Regions from separate parts of the Pan troglodytes genome. Here region 1 is linked to region 2. The links are chromatin contacts, called in public HiChIP or PLAC-seq maps. All regions are on one chromosome and are shown on one strand. Each heading gives the region's core, a stretch centred on a gene start, on an enhancer-like site or on the middle of the called end of the contact. The rest is flanking DNA. Distances are from core to core; before and after follow the strand shown. Region 1 holds the start of PLEKHB1 (pleckstrin homology domain containing B1). Region 2 holds the start of ARHGEF17 (Rho guanine nucleotide exchange factor 17).

Region 1 (6,370 bases), core at 1,523-4,022, 340 kb after region 2:
GTATTTTTAGTAGAGATGGGGTTTCTCCATATTGGTCAGGCTGGTCTCGAACTCCCGATCTCAGGTGATCTGCCCGCCTTGGCCTCCCAAAGTGCTGGGATTACAGGCATGAGCCACAGCGCCCGGCCATTTAAAATGTTTTCATAAGCACTTTTACTTTTGCTCAAATTGCATCTTGATATAAACTTCAAGTTTTTTTAAATAAAGATAATATAAATTATTCTTATTATATTATACTCTCTAGAAAATGTAAGTAGTAAATTTGAATTTGATGAGCCAGTCCACTATTTCCTAAACAATGTATTATCTGTGGGCTGTTCATTCACCAGGGACACTTGAAATGGCAAAATCTTTTCCTCTCTGCCAATGGTTCTGTGCACCATAGCCACAAAGAAATGTAAAAGTTACTTGTTGGCTTATTAGTCTCAATAAGTTTTAGTTGATTGAACAAACAAAGTCACTCACAGCCAGGACTGCTGCGGCTGGAATTCCTGACATACTGTCATACCTCTCACTGGTCAATCTACACTCTCCTCCCATCTACACAGCTCTGGAGATTAAAAACAATCCAACCATGACTATCATGGCTTCAGCGGTCTATGAACTCCCAGGAATTATACGCAGATTTTTTCCTGAGGACAGTCTACACTTCCTTATTGGCTTCTCAAAGAGGGTCACTGACCAGCTTTTAGAGACATGGGCCAAGTCCGGCTACGTTTAGATTCGGTAGTGGTGTCTGTGGTTTTAGTTTGCCACGTCCTTTCCTCTTTTATTCGTCATAGTGACCGCTCTTTGGGAGGTAGGGGAGAGTCTTCCCCTGAAGTCTCCACTGCTGCTGGAGAACCTTCCTTTTTCATCTGGTTGCTAAATCCAGAGAATGAAATCTAGGAGATGATTGCACCATCCCCGCCCCTCAACATGAAGGATGCCCCACTGCCCATCGGGGAGGGGAGCAGGGAGAGCTGGAGAGAGGCTGGGTCGGGGCAGGACCCAGGCGCAGATCCTCCGAGGCCAGCTGCAGCCCTACCTACCTGCCTTCCCCTTTCCCCTCCCTTCTTTTCTCCTTCTGTCTTTCCTTCCTTCCATATCTCTTTCCTTCCCTCTTTCCCCCTCCCACTCTTCCTTTCTTCCTTCCACTGTGGAGGTGGAAAATTTAGCTAGGAGAAGCTGGGACTGGGACGTTCCAGGAACCAGACAGAGAGTGAGTTAAAGGCACAGAGATGAAAACGCGGTTTGGGAGAGCTGATTCTTGAGTCGGCTAAGAGGGGATGAACTCAGTGGTTAATAGGATTGGCCATGGCGAATCCCTCAGCAGGGCACGCACCGCACAAAGGGCCGAAGCGCGAGGGTAGCTTGAGGTCAGGATTACAGAGACTCAGTAGCAAGAGAGGAAGGCTTAAAGAGCCAGACTGCGCAGCCAGGACTGGGGTGACGGGCGCTGTCCTGCCAGGCCAAAGAATGAAGATGTAGCCCCGCCCCCAACCTAGGGAGGAGGACCAGCCCCGTTCCTGTCCTGCCCCGCAACCTCGCCCCGATTCCACTCCGGGAACCTCGGCGATGCTGAGCCAAGACCACTTCTGAATCAGGGATGACTTGTCTAGTGAACCTAGGGTCAGAGCCATCAGTTGGAAAGGCTGGGAGGAGCCTGGAGAAAGAGGGCGACCTTCCTTGGGATCTGTGCGCTCCCTCCTTGCCTCCCCCTCCAGCCTCCCACTTGGTAGCACCTTCCTGATCCCCTTATCTCTAAGGCGCTCAGGGAAATGCCCCGCTGCGGGAGCCTTCTGGGAAATGCTGCCCTGGCCACCCAGGAACCATGAGCCCTGCAGCCCCGGTAAGGAAGAGTTCTCTGGGACAGGAGGAAGGGCCCAGGGCAGGGTGGGCACCCTTGCCACATAGGGGACGGGACAGAAGTCTTTTAGGCCCTGATATCCTCTGGTCTCTGAATATGACATCCTGTGGCTGCTGGTAGGTGAGGGTTTGCGGGGCTGAGCTATTGAAGGAAATGATCACAGTCCGAGGTGATAGATACAGAAAGTCTTCCTTCTCCAGGTGGGCTCCCGCCAATCCATTCTTCACTGTGCCCTAGAGGGGCCTTTCCGACCCCCTAATCACACACCTCACTCCTCATCTTGAAACTCCCACCCCCAGCTCCAGTCGCTGCGTCCTAACATCCAAGCTCTCCGCCTGTCATGCAAGGCCTCTGTGCTATTTCTTTCCAAACCCTGCAGCTCTATCGCCTGACACTCCCGATGCCCTCCCCACCCCTGCGCTTTATGTTCTAGACACACGGAAATGCTGGGCACTCTTCAACATCCTGACAGTATTCATAGGGGACATTTCGGGTCGCCTAGGAAACTGCCCCTCATCCTCCAAGGCCCCTTTCAGCCTCCTCTGGGAAGCCTTCCTGAACCCCTTGAGAAAAGTCAGGCTCATCTTTTCCATTGTTAAATCACACCTTGTGCTCCAATTGTGTGTTTCCATGTAATCTCCCTCACTAGACTGGAAGCTGGAGATGGAAAGGGGAAGCATCAAAAAAACATGCAAAACTAGGAGCTTGGCTTCTCCTTGCAACTTTACTTTTTCTTTTTTTCTAGGAACTGAGTTCAATGATTCTTAAGAAAAAGTATTTCATGATAAATGAGTGAACAAATGTCTTAATAGAAAAGTAAAATTGCAGGCGGGGCTGCTTCTGCCCAGCTCTACAGGGGTAGACTACAAGTCCCAGTACGCCTCGGGTCAGCATCTCTTCACGTCACTCCCCCTCCCTGGGGTGGGCAGGTCCGGAGGGCGGGGCCCGGGGGCAGCTGGGCTCTCAGGCGCTGCCGGAGGAGAGAAATGCCCCAGGCTCTCCGGGGCACACAAAGCGCAGGCGCAGCGGGTTGGGTGGCAGCAGCATCGAGTAGCGGCCGCTTAGGCAGCAACATCCGCAACAAGTGTAGACAAGGTGGGTGCATCAAGGGGAGGGGCTGGAAAAGGAGTCTGCACCTGACCCTCTTGTCTGATCTGTGTCAAGACCGTGGAGAGGGGAGGGAGCGGCAAGAGGAACAGACAAGGCTGGGCCTTCCAGCCCAGGTGTGCCAGCCCTTGTTACGCAGCAACAGGTGTGAGCAGGTGGGGGAGGGGCGGAGGCACCCGCTGGTAAGTGAGTCGCCCTCAGGAACAGAGGGCACCTACCTGGATTCCAGTGCAAGCTACATCACGTACATGGATGAGTCATTTGCCAACCCTCAGTTTGTCCATCTGTAAAACAGGAGTAAAGATTCCCTTCCTAACAGGGTTAGAGTGGGGACAAGGTGAGGGAGTAGAATGTGCGGTGATGTCCAAACTTAGCTGTACATTGGAATCATCTGAGGATCTTTGAAGAGTACCAGGGCTTGCCTCCTGCCCTCAGACATTCTGATTTAATTGTTACGGAGTGTGGCCTGGTATCGGAAGTTCTCAAAGCTCCTGCCGGCATAACGGTTTGAAGCCAGGACTGCTGGGTGTGAGTCTGGGCTCCATTGCTTACTAATCAAGTGGCCCCGTGCAACTGACTGGACCTTTCTGGCCCCCGTTTCCCCATCTCTGAAATAGGAATAATAAGGACTGCAGGGAGGCTTAAATGAGATAATGGATGAAAGCACTGAGAGGGGGTACCCGGACAGAGTGCTCGGTCCATCACAGCTGCTGTTGAACTGCTCTTTGAAGCACTTTGTAAACAGCTCTAGTGGGGTCCAAATAGGAGGGAGCCTTTCCCTCATCCATTGCCGTGATTCTAATATTCTGCACTTCCACATTACAGAATCCCAAGGTTTCTAATACTTTAAGAGTCTCATGCTCCACCGACTGAGCTAGTCAGGCATATTCTAATGTTTCAAGAGCTCCTCCCTCCAGCCTCTGCCTGCCTCGCAGACACACTTCTACAGATCTAGAAACTGAGACCAGGACAGAGGGCCAGGGAGGAGGGATATGGCCAAAGTTACGAAGCCGAGGCTGGAATCCAGGCTCCTGGTCCCCACCCCCACCCCACACCAATGGCTGCCCTGCTGACCCCACAGTGACAGCGCTCCCATTCTCTTCCTGAGCAGAGAATGCGGAGGAGGCCGAGGCCGCCTGGCCCTTGTTTACTAACCCTCCCTCAAACGTTTCCTGGGTGGCTCCCCAGGGACGGCAGGGCTGGGGGCTTCTTTCCAGGGAGCTGCTGCTGAGGCCTGTGTCTCCCGTGGCTCCTCTGACAGGTCCCGCCTGACTCCGCCCTGGAAAGTCCTTTTGAAGAAATGGCCCTGGTGAGGGGCGGCTGGCTGTGGAGACAGAGTGAGTGATCCTGGGCCCCTGGTCCTGGGGCAGGGTGAAGGAAGCGGCTTACTGGGCTTGCCACGGGGAACACTTCTCTCAAGAAACCAGGACCTTTTCATCCTTCCCTTGTTTGTCCATGCTCTTCCCTCTGCCTGAAGGTCCTTCCCATTCCTGACTACATGGTTTAAACTTCTATTTGTTCATCATGACCCATTTCAGATGGGCCCCTCTCTGAGGAGCCTTCTCTGGCTTTTCCTCTGGCCCCCACCCCTGCCCCTGCAGTAGCGTCAAGCTGGATTAGAGGCTCACTCCTCGGTTTTCACGGCGCCTTACAGTGATCTCCTTAGAACAGAACTGTCTATCTGTGGGTATCCCCACTCCCTGACCCCAGACTGGCCCCAGTCTGCGAACTCCTCAAGGACAGGGGCTGGGTTTGACCCTCTGTGTATCCACAGTCCCCTAACCCCAGGGGGGCTGGGTTTGACCCTCTGTGTGTCCACAGTCCCCCAACCCCGGGCTGGACACAGAACGAGGCACAGAACAAAGTGAAAAATGCCTTTGTGCTTTGGAATCCACAAAGCCCTAAGAAGCTCTCTTATGTCTTTGCCCTTCCCTGTTAAGATTTCCAGTTGCAAAATGTCAGAAGCTCGGTCTCGGGCTTCTAGACCCACCTCTGACCAGAGTCATGACTTGAGCAAGAGCTATCCTGGGGACCCCTGGGACAAGCAGCCCCATGCCCCATACCCCTGTCCATTCTCAGTTCATTTAGTTCAGCAAACACTGAGCCAGGTCTCCCTGGGTGCCAGGACCTGCGTGGGGAGCCATAGCCCCCAGAGTGGTACAGGAGGCAGATGCTACACAAATAACCATCACACAAGTCAGAGATGAGAGATAAGAGGCCAGGCACAGTGGCTCATGCCTGTAATCCCAACACTTTAGGAGGCTGAGTTGGGAGGATCACTTGAGCCCGGGAGTTTGATACCAGCCTAGACAACATGGTGAGACCCACTGTCTCCAAGAATACCTACCAATTAAAAATTAGCCAGGTGCAGTGGTGCGTGCCTGATGTTCCAGCTATTTGGGAGGCTGAGATGGGAGGATCACTTGAGCCCAGGAGGTTGAGGCTGCAGTGAGCCATGCCTGTGCCCCTGCACTCCAGCCTGAGTGACAGAGCAAGACCCTGTCTCAAAAGACAGAGAGAGAGAGAAGATGCAGGCTTAGGGTAGGGAGAGGTCTTTGCCCTTGAAGAGACCTAGGGCTTGGCCTTAGAAGCTTCCAAGTAATGGGCCCAGTCACTCATTTCCCTGTTCAGCACGTGTATCAAGCTTCTGCTATGCATCAGACCCAATGGGAGGCAGGAGGTGAACAAGACAGAAAGAGGTCCTGCCCTCATTTCAGGGGTAGACAAGAAAAAGGTGGTTGTAACACTAGGGACTGAGGCTGAGGGGACTTGGGAGTCTGTCTGGGGCTTCTATTCCCAGCAGGCTCTGGGATCAGCCTGCCTAGTGCGTCTGGAATATCGTACAGGCTCCATCCTCCGCCGCTGGAAGCGGAACTGGTTTGCCCTGTGGCTGGACGGGACCCTGGGATACTACCACGATGAGACAGCGCAGGATGAGGAGGACCGTGTGCTCATCCACTTCAATGTCCGTGACATAAAGATCGGCCAAGAGTGCCATGGTGAGCAGAAGCCCCTTCCTCTGTGGCACCGTGACTGTGGGCAGAGCCTCCCGCTGTCTCCGAGAACACTTGCTGTTGGAAGTCTTTTTGCAGCTTTCAGAGGCATTTCACAGACATTGCTTCTGAGCCTCTGTCAACTCCAATTCAGTTTGGTGTGAGTTAAGAAATAGGTCCTTGGCTGTGTGTGGTGGCGCATGCCTGTAATTTCAGCACTTTGGGTGGCTGAAGCGGGAGGATCACTTGAGGTCAGGAGTTCTAGATCAGCCCGGCCAACACAGCGAGACCCTGTCTCTTAAAAAAAAAAAAAAAATTGGTGAGATGCGGTCACATATGGCTACTGGGGAGGCCGAGGCAGGAGAATTGCTTGAGCTCAGGAATTCAAGGCTGCAGTAAGCTATGATCCCAGTACTTTGAG
Region 2 (6,514 bases), core at 1,082-3,581:
ACACCAAAACTTGCCCCAAAGAGCAGAAAGAAAATACTAAAGGAGGTGAGAGTCTGACATCAAATGCCAGAGCCAGAGAGGGCACTCTTGGGGAACCTGAACCACTCCTCACTTTTCAGACACCCCACTCCTCACTTTTCAGACACCAGCAAGTGCAGGGATTTACCCAAGGTCACAGAGTAAGGCAGAACAGAGAGGCACAGGCCAGCAGGGCTCTCTTTTATCAATTTCCTAGAGAAAAGGGAGAGATTTACTCCTCGGCCCCCTCGAGGCAGAGCTGAGATGAGGTTGAGGTGAGGGACTCCCTGGATGCTGGTCTCAACACAGAGAGGAAGCGCTTTCTTGCTACAGAGATATTCCACAACCCAAGAGGCTGCCCAGAGAGTGTAGAGTGACCTCCTCATCCTGTGGGGTATATGAGTAGCAAGCAGGTTCTGGAGTCCCGGCTGAGTCCTCCCTCTCTCATTCGGTAGTCAGGCAATCCCTGGGTGTCTACCATCCTTTCCTATCCTCCTGCCTGCCCCTCTCCTCTGAACCCCGTCTCCTAGCCTAGTCTGGCCCAGCTACATCTCCTTGGCTGGAACTGGTGGCAGTGGGGTTGGCTGGGTAATGCACAGACTGCTGACCTAACTATGTGTCCCCGAGGCCTTGCTACTGGGGGTTGGAGGGGCCAGGGCAGTTTGACCAGGCCTGAAGAAGGCTGGGCAGCGCTGGAGGGGCATGGGTCAGACCAGGTTATCCTCTGTTCCTGAGGAGAGTGAGCTCAGGCCCAAGGAGGAGGAGGAGGAGACTGGGGGCTCAAAGGAACGAGAACCTCCTTCTTCATCAGGATTTGGGGGTGCATCTCAGAGCTGGCTGGAGGAGCATGGTGTTTGAAGCCCCTGAAATCTGAATTTTAGCAGGAGCTGCTATTTCCTGACTTGCATAGTGGTCAAAGTTACTTCTCCTTCACGGTCCACAGAGAAGGGGTAATAATATTTGTCCCCAAGGGTGGTTTGTGGATTTAAAAAAATAAGTTAAATAATATTGCCCATACATTATAGGTACTCCATACATTTTCATTCGTTCGTTCATTCGTTAGTTGGGCCGGGAGGATGAATGGGATCTAGAGGCAGGTGGGAATGCGGAAGGGGATGATGTCCCAATACCGAGAACAATGTAAGACTCAGACGGAGGCAGGGGCGGGAGGGGAGCTCAAGCGAGGGATCAGCGTGAAGCCAGAGAAACAACCTACACTTTCCCTGCCAAGAAGGTGAAGCAGCTGCGGGTAGGAGTATAGGTTTGGCAGTGGGAAGTCGAGGGCGTTCCGGTCGAAGCTCCTTTTGTGTATAAGGCCTAAGAAGGGGCAGTGCGCTTTGCGAAGGTCTGAAAAAGACTAAGGGGATTAGGTAACGACTGAAAGGAAGTTTTCACAACTCTCCGTTTTTTGGGGATGGGTGCTGCTTTATCCGTCCAGGACTCCGTGCGTTGGGAAAATCACGCCGCGAGGGGGCGCAAGAGCCGCGTACTCCAGAGCAAGAAGGAAAGAGGCTCGGGGATCCAGGCGGAGAGTCCAGGAGAAGAGCCGCCAGACTGCAGGGGCAGGTGGAAGGCGTGGCAGCTGGAAAAGTAGGGGTGGGGGCGCGGTCGTGAAGGGTGGGACTTCTGGAGCAACTCTGGGCGGGTTGGGGGCCGGTCGGAGCCGGACAGGCGGCTGGGAGGTGGGATGGGCGGGGCGCTTGGGAGCGAGATGGGGGGGACAAGGGCGTGGCTACAGCTGAATTCGCGCAGAGGGCGGGCGGGGAGGAGGAGGGAAGGGGAGGGGGCGTGGCCTGGGCGGGGAGTAGGGCGCGGCAGGGAGCGACGGACCCTTTAGTTAGCCCGCGGCTCCCCGGGCTCTCCCTGGCGCCGAGTCCCACCCCTTTCCCGGCCCAGAGAGTGTGCGTCTGCGTGCACCTGAGTGTCAGTGTGTACGAGAGTTTGTGAGTCCGAGGTTGCCATGTTGGAGCCCCTGGGCAGGAGGTGTTTCCGCGCGGAGGCTGGTGGCCCGCGGTGGACGCGGCGCCCTGGCTGCGAGTCTGCGGAGCTGAGCACGCTCAGCGGTTGCGTGTGTCTCAGCGACTCCCTGGGGGCAGCTCGGCCTGCTGGGCTCCCGAGGGACGTCTCTGGAGGGCCAGAGGGTCGCCTCAGTCTGCAAGTCCTCCAGCAGGCTTTTTCTTCTTCGGCTCCTCCCTGATTCCCTCCCACCACCCGGTTCCCAGGCTCGCGCACGCCCGGAGCCCACCCCCTCTTTTGGGCTCGAGGCCCCGCCCCCCGCCCCCTTGCCTCTGCCGCAAAGTTTATTTGCAACAAAAGGGTGCCAGGAGCGAGCAGCCAAGGGGGAGGGAGCGGGAGCCGGAGCGGGAGAGCGAGGGGAGGCAGGCAAGCCGTTGGGCAGGCGGACGCAGAGTCGAGGAACCAAGCGCTGGGATCCCGCCCAGGCGGTGCCGCGGTGCCCCTGGTCGCTCCAGCCGCGGCGGGGGCTGGGCCTGGGGGTCGGCGCTGAGGCGGGAGGGGCCGCCCGGGATGGAGACGTTGAGGCCGGTGGCCACAGAAACTTGAGCCGCGGCAGAGAAACCTCTGCTCCGGTCTCTGCGTCCTCCTCCCACACTCCCGTGCGCTGCTTTCGGCGTGGGCCGCTGCGCTCCTAGGGGGTGGGGGCGCAGGGGGGGTTGGCCGCGGCTCCCCGAGGCCAGCCCCCCCGGAGTGAGTTACGCCACTATGGCGGACGGGGCATCCCGGCCCCAGCTTTACCGCAGCGTCTCATTCAAGCTGCTGGAGCGCTGGAGCGGCGGCCCCGGGCCGAGGGAGGAGGACACGGACACCCCCGGCTTGAGGCGCCGCGCCTCGTGCCGGCCGACCACGGCTGCCCGGGGCCAGCCCTCTCGGCGCGTGTCCAAGCTGGCGTCTGGGCCCCTGGCCGCCCCCACGCAGCCGCGCCCGCTCCGCAGCCTCTCGCCGTCGGTGCGCCAGCTCTCCCGGCGCTTCGACGCGCCGCGTCTGGACGACGGCTCCGTTGGGGCCCGAGACGGAGGCGTCTTCCCCGCGGCCGCGGAAGAAGCGGCCGAGGGCCCAGCGCGAGGAGCCTGGCCCAGCGTCACCGAGATGCGCAAGCTCTTCGGCGGTCCTGGCTCCAGGAGGCCCAGCGCCGACTCTGAATCCCCAGGAACGCCCAGCCCCGACGGTGCCGCGTGGGAGCCTCCGGCTCGGGAGTCGCGGCAGCCACCGACGCCACCCCCTCGGACATGCTTCCCCCTGGCGGGTCTGCGTTCGGCGCGGCCCCTGACCGGGCCGGGGACCGAAGGGAGGCTGCGCCGGCCGCAGCAGCAACAGGAGCGGGCGCAGCGTCCAGCGGATGGTTTACATTCTTGGCATATCTTCTCCCAACCGCAGGCCGGGGCCCGGGCCTCCTGCTCCTCCTCCTCCTCCATCGCCTCCTCCTATCCTGTCAGCCGCAGTCGCGCTGCCAGCTCCAGCGAGGAGGAAGAGGAGGGCCCGCCGCAGCTGCCTGGAGCCCAGAGTCCGGCCTACCACGGCGGCCACTCCTCGGGCAGTGACGACGACCGAGACGGTGAGGGCGGCCACCGCTGGGGAGGGAGGCCCGGACTCAGGCCTGGAAGCTCCCTATTGGATCAGGACTGCAGGCCTGACAGTGATGGGTTAAATCTAAGCAGCATGGACTCAGCAGGGGTTTCTGGGAGCCCTGAGCCCCCAACATCTCCAAGAGCCCCTAGAGAAGAAGGACTCCGGGAGTGGGGTAGTGGCTCTCCGCCCTGCGTCCCAGGTCCCCAGGAGGGACTTCGGCCTATGTCTGACTCTGTGGGAGGAGCTTTCCGTGTGGCCAAGGTGAGCTTTCCCTCGTACCTGGCCAGCCCCGCAGGCTCCCGCGGTAGCAGCCGTTATTCCAGCACGGAGACCCTCAAGGACGACGACCTATGGTCTAGTAGGGGTTCTGGGGGCTGGGGCGTGTACCGCTCCCCTAGCTTTGGAGCTGGGGAAGGGCTCCTGCGGTCCCAGGCTCGAACCCGTGCCAAAGGACCTGGAGGCACCTCTAGGGCATTGAGGGATGGAGGATTTGAGCCTGAAAAGAGTCGACAGCGGAAGTCCCTGTCGAATCCAGATATCGCCTCAGAGACCCTGACGCTTCTCAGTTTCTTGCACTCAGACCTTTCAGAGCTGAGGGTCCGAAAACCTGGTGGGAGCCCCGGGGACCGTGGAAGCAACCCCCTAGATGGCAGAGACTCACCATCCGCAGGTGGCCCTGTGGGGCAACTTGAACCCATACCCATCCCAGCCCCAGCATCACCTGGCACGCGCCCCACACTCAAGGATTTGACAGCCACTCTGCGGAGAGCAAAGTCATTCACCTGCTCTGAGAAGCCCATGGCCCGCCGCCTGCCCCGCACCAGTGCTCTGAAGTCCAGCTCCTCCGAGCTCCTGCTGACAGGCCCTGGTGCCGAGGAGGATCCGCTGCCCCTCATCGTCCAGGACCAATATGTGCAGGAGGCCCGCCAGGTTTTTGAGAAGATCCAGCGCATGGGTGCCCAGCAAGATGATGGAAGCGATGCCCCCCCTGGAAGCCCTGACTGGGCAGGGGATGTGACCCGAGGGCAGCGGTCCCAGGAGGAGCTCTCAGGCCCTGAGTCCAGTCTGACAGATGAAGGCATTGGGGCAGACCCTGAGCCTCCTGTTGCAGCATTTTGCGGCCTGGGTACCACAGGGATGTGGCGACCTCTTTCCTCATCCTCGGCCCAGACGAACCACCATGGCCCTGGGACTGAGGACAGTCTGGGCGGGTGGGCCCTGGTGTCCCCTGAGACCCCTCCCACACCAGGTGCCCTCCGCCGACGACGCAAAGTCCCACCTTCAGGTTCTGGTGGGAGCGAATTGAGCAATGGAGAGGCAGGGGAGGCCTACAGGTCCCTGAGTGACCCAATTCCTCAGCGCCACCGGGCTGCCACCTCTGAAGAGCCCACTGGGTTCTCTGTGGACAGCAACCTCCTGGGCTCACTGAGCCCCAAGACAGGGCTCCCTGCCACCTCAGCCATGGATGAGGGCTTGACCAGTGGTCACAGTGACTGGTCTGTGGGCAGTGAAGAGAGCAAGGGATATCAGGAGGTTATTCAGAGCATAGTTCAGGGGCCTGGCACCCTGGGGCGTGTGGTGGACGACAGGATTGCTGGCAAAGCCCCCAAGAAGAAATCCCTGAGTGACCCCAGCCGCCGTGGGGAGCTGGCTGGGCCTGGATTCGAGGGCCCTGGAGGGGAGCCCATCCGAGAAGTTGAGCCCGTGCTGCCTCCATCCAGCAGCGAGCCCATCCTTGTAGAGCAGCGGGCAGAGCCAGAAGAACCTGGTACCAGGAGCCGGGCACAGTCTGAAAGGGCCCTACCTGAGGCTCTGCCTCCCCCTGCCACTGCCCACCGAAACTTTCACCTTGACCCCAAGCTGGCTGACATTCTGTCCCCGAGGCTAATCCGCCGAGGCTCCAAGAAGCGCCCAGCTCGGAGTAGTCACCAGGAGCTTCGGAGAGACGAGGGCAGTCAGGACCAGACTGGCAGCCTGTCTCGGGCCTGGACCTCCTCCAGACACGTTCGCCATGCCAGTGTGCCCACCACCTTTATGCCTATTGTGGTGCCTGGGCCACCAACTTCTGTTGGTCCCCCTGTGGCTGTGCCAGAACCCATAGGCTTCCCTACCCGAGCCCATCCCACGTTGCAGGCACCATCGCTCGAGGACGTCACCAAGCAGTACATGCTGAACCTGCACTCCGGTGAGGTCTCTGCCCCAGTGCCAGTGGACATGCCCTGCTTGCCTCTGGCTGCACCGCCCTCTGCTGAGGCCAAGCCCCCTGAGGCAGCTCGGCCTGCAGATGAGCCTACCCCTGCCAGCAAGTGCTGCAGCAAGCCACAGGTGGTGAGTCCTTTGTAGGGGCCTTCAGATTGGGGCCAAAGAAGGGCCATGAGCACCAACTTCGGTTGGAGCCTTTTGCATTGTATTCACTGGTCAGGTGCCCAGGTGCCAAGGGTGCTTTTCTGGTCCTGGAAGTGCCTGTGCAGTTTTAAGAGTTGTTAATGACACAGGGCTCCTGTCTACTCAGGCCCTGTAGAAGCTTCAGTTTTCTGCTAATGGCAAAGGTTCTTGTCTGCTCCAGGTGTTCTGGGTGGTAATTACAAAGGATTCTTATCTTGTCCTTTGGATGTTTCTCAGGGACTGGTTTTGGAAATCCCTGTGTGGTTCTTTGTTGGAGGGATGAGTGTGATGGCACCCAGCGCAGGCTCAGTCCTTTCTCTGAGGCTTGCTACTCTGTTGGCCAGACCCTTGATAGGATGTTTGGCTCAGGGGCCACAGTTGACATGGGTTTGCCCTTCTTCGTGTGGCTTTCCTATGACAGGTCAGAATATAGATGTGTTCCTGGGCCTGGGAGAATTGGGGAGGTACAAAGCTTTACTTTATGGAGGAGCAGAGGGGGCTCAGGGTTCTAACTGCAGTTCTGTTC

What was found. HiChIP or PLAC-seq counts read pairs in DNA pulled down with a chosen protein or histone mark.
Region 1: a contact with region 2 is called in an H3K4me3 HiChIP or PLAC-seq map of stem cell-derived excitatory neurons, with 4 times the contacts expected there. The contact joins the promoter of PLEKHB1 here to the promoter of ARHGEF17 in region 2. A contact is called at or near these places in 1 of 7 Hi-C or Micro-C datasets (stem cell-derived neural progenitor cells) and 1 of 1 datasets of contacts at active chromatin or transcription factors (stem cell-derived excitatory neurons).

The regions. Positions count from the first base shown.
Region 1 is chr9:75,679,279-75,685,648 of NHGRI_mPanTro3-v2.0_pri, forward strand. PLEKHB1 (pleckstrin homology domain containing B1) reads left to right here and starts at 2,773. Exons shown (of 7, transcript XM_001174818.6): 1 at 2,773-2,944; 2 at 4,218-4,293; 3 at 5,803-5,955. The coding sequence starts at 4,257.
Region 2 is chr9:75,340,389-75,346,902 of NHGRI_mPanTro3-v2.0_pri, forward strand. ARHGEF17 (Rho guanine nucleotide exchange factor 17) reads left to right here and starts at 2,332. Exons shown (of 21, transcript XM_009423734.5): 1 at 2,332-5,931. The coding sequence starts at 2,740.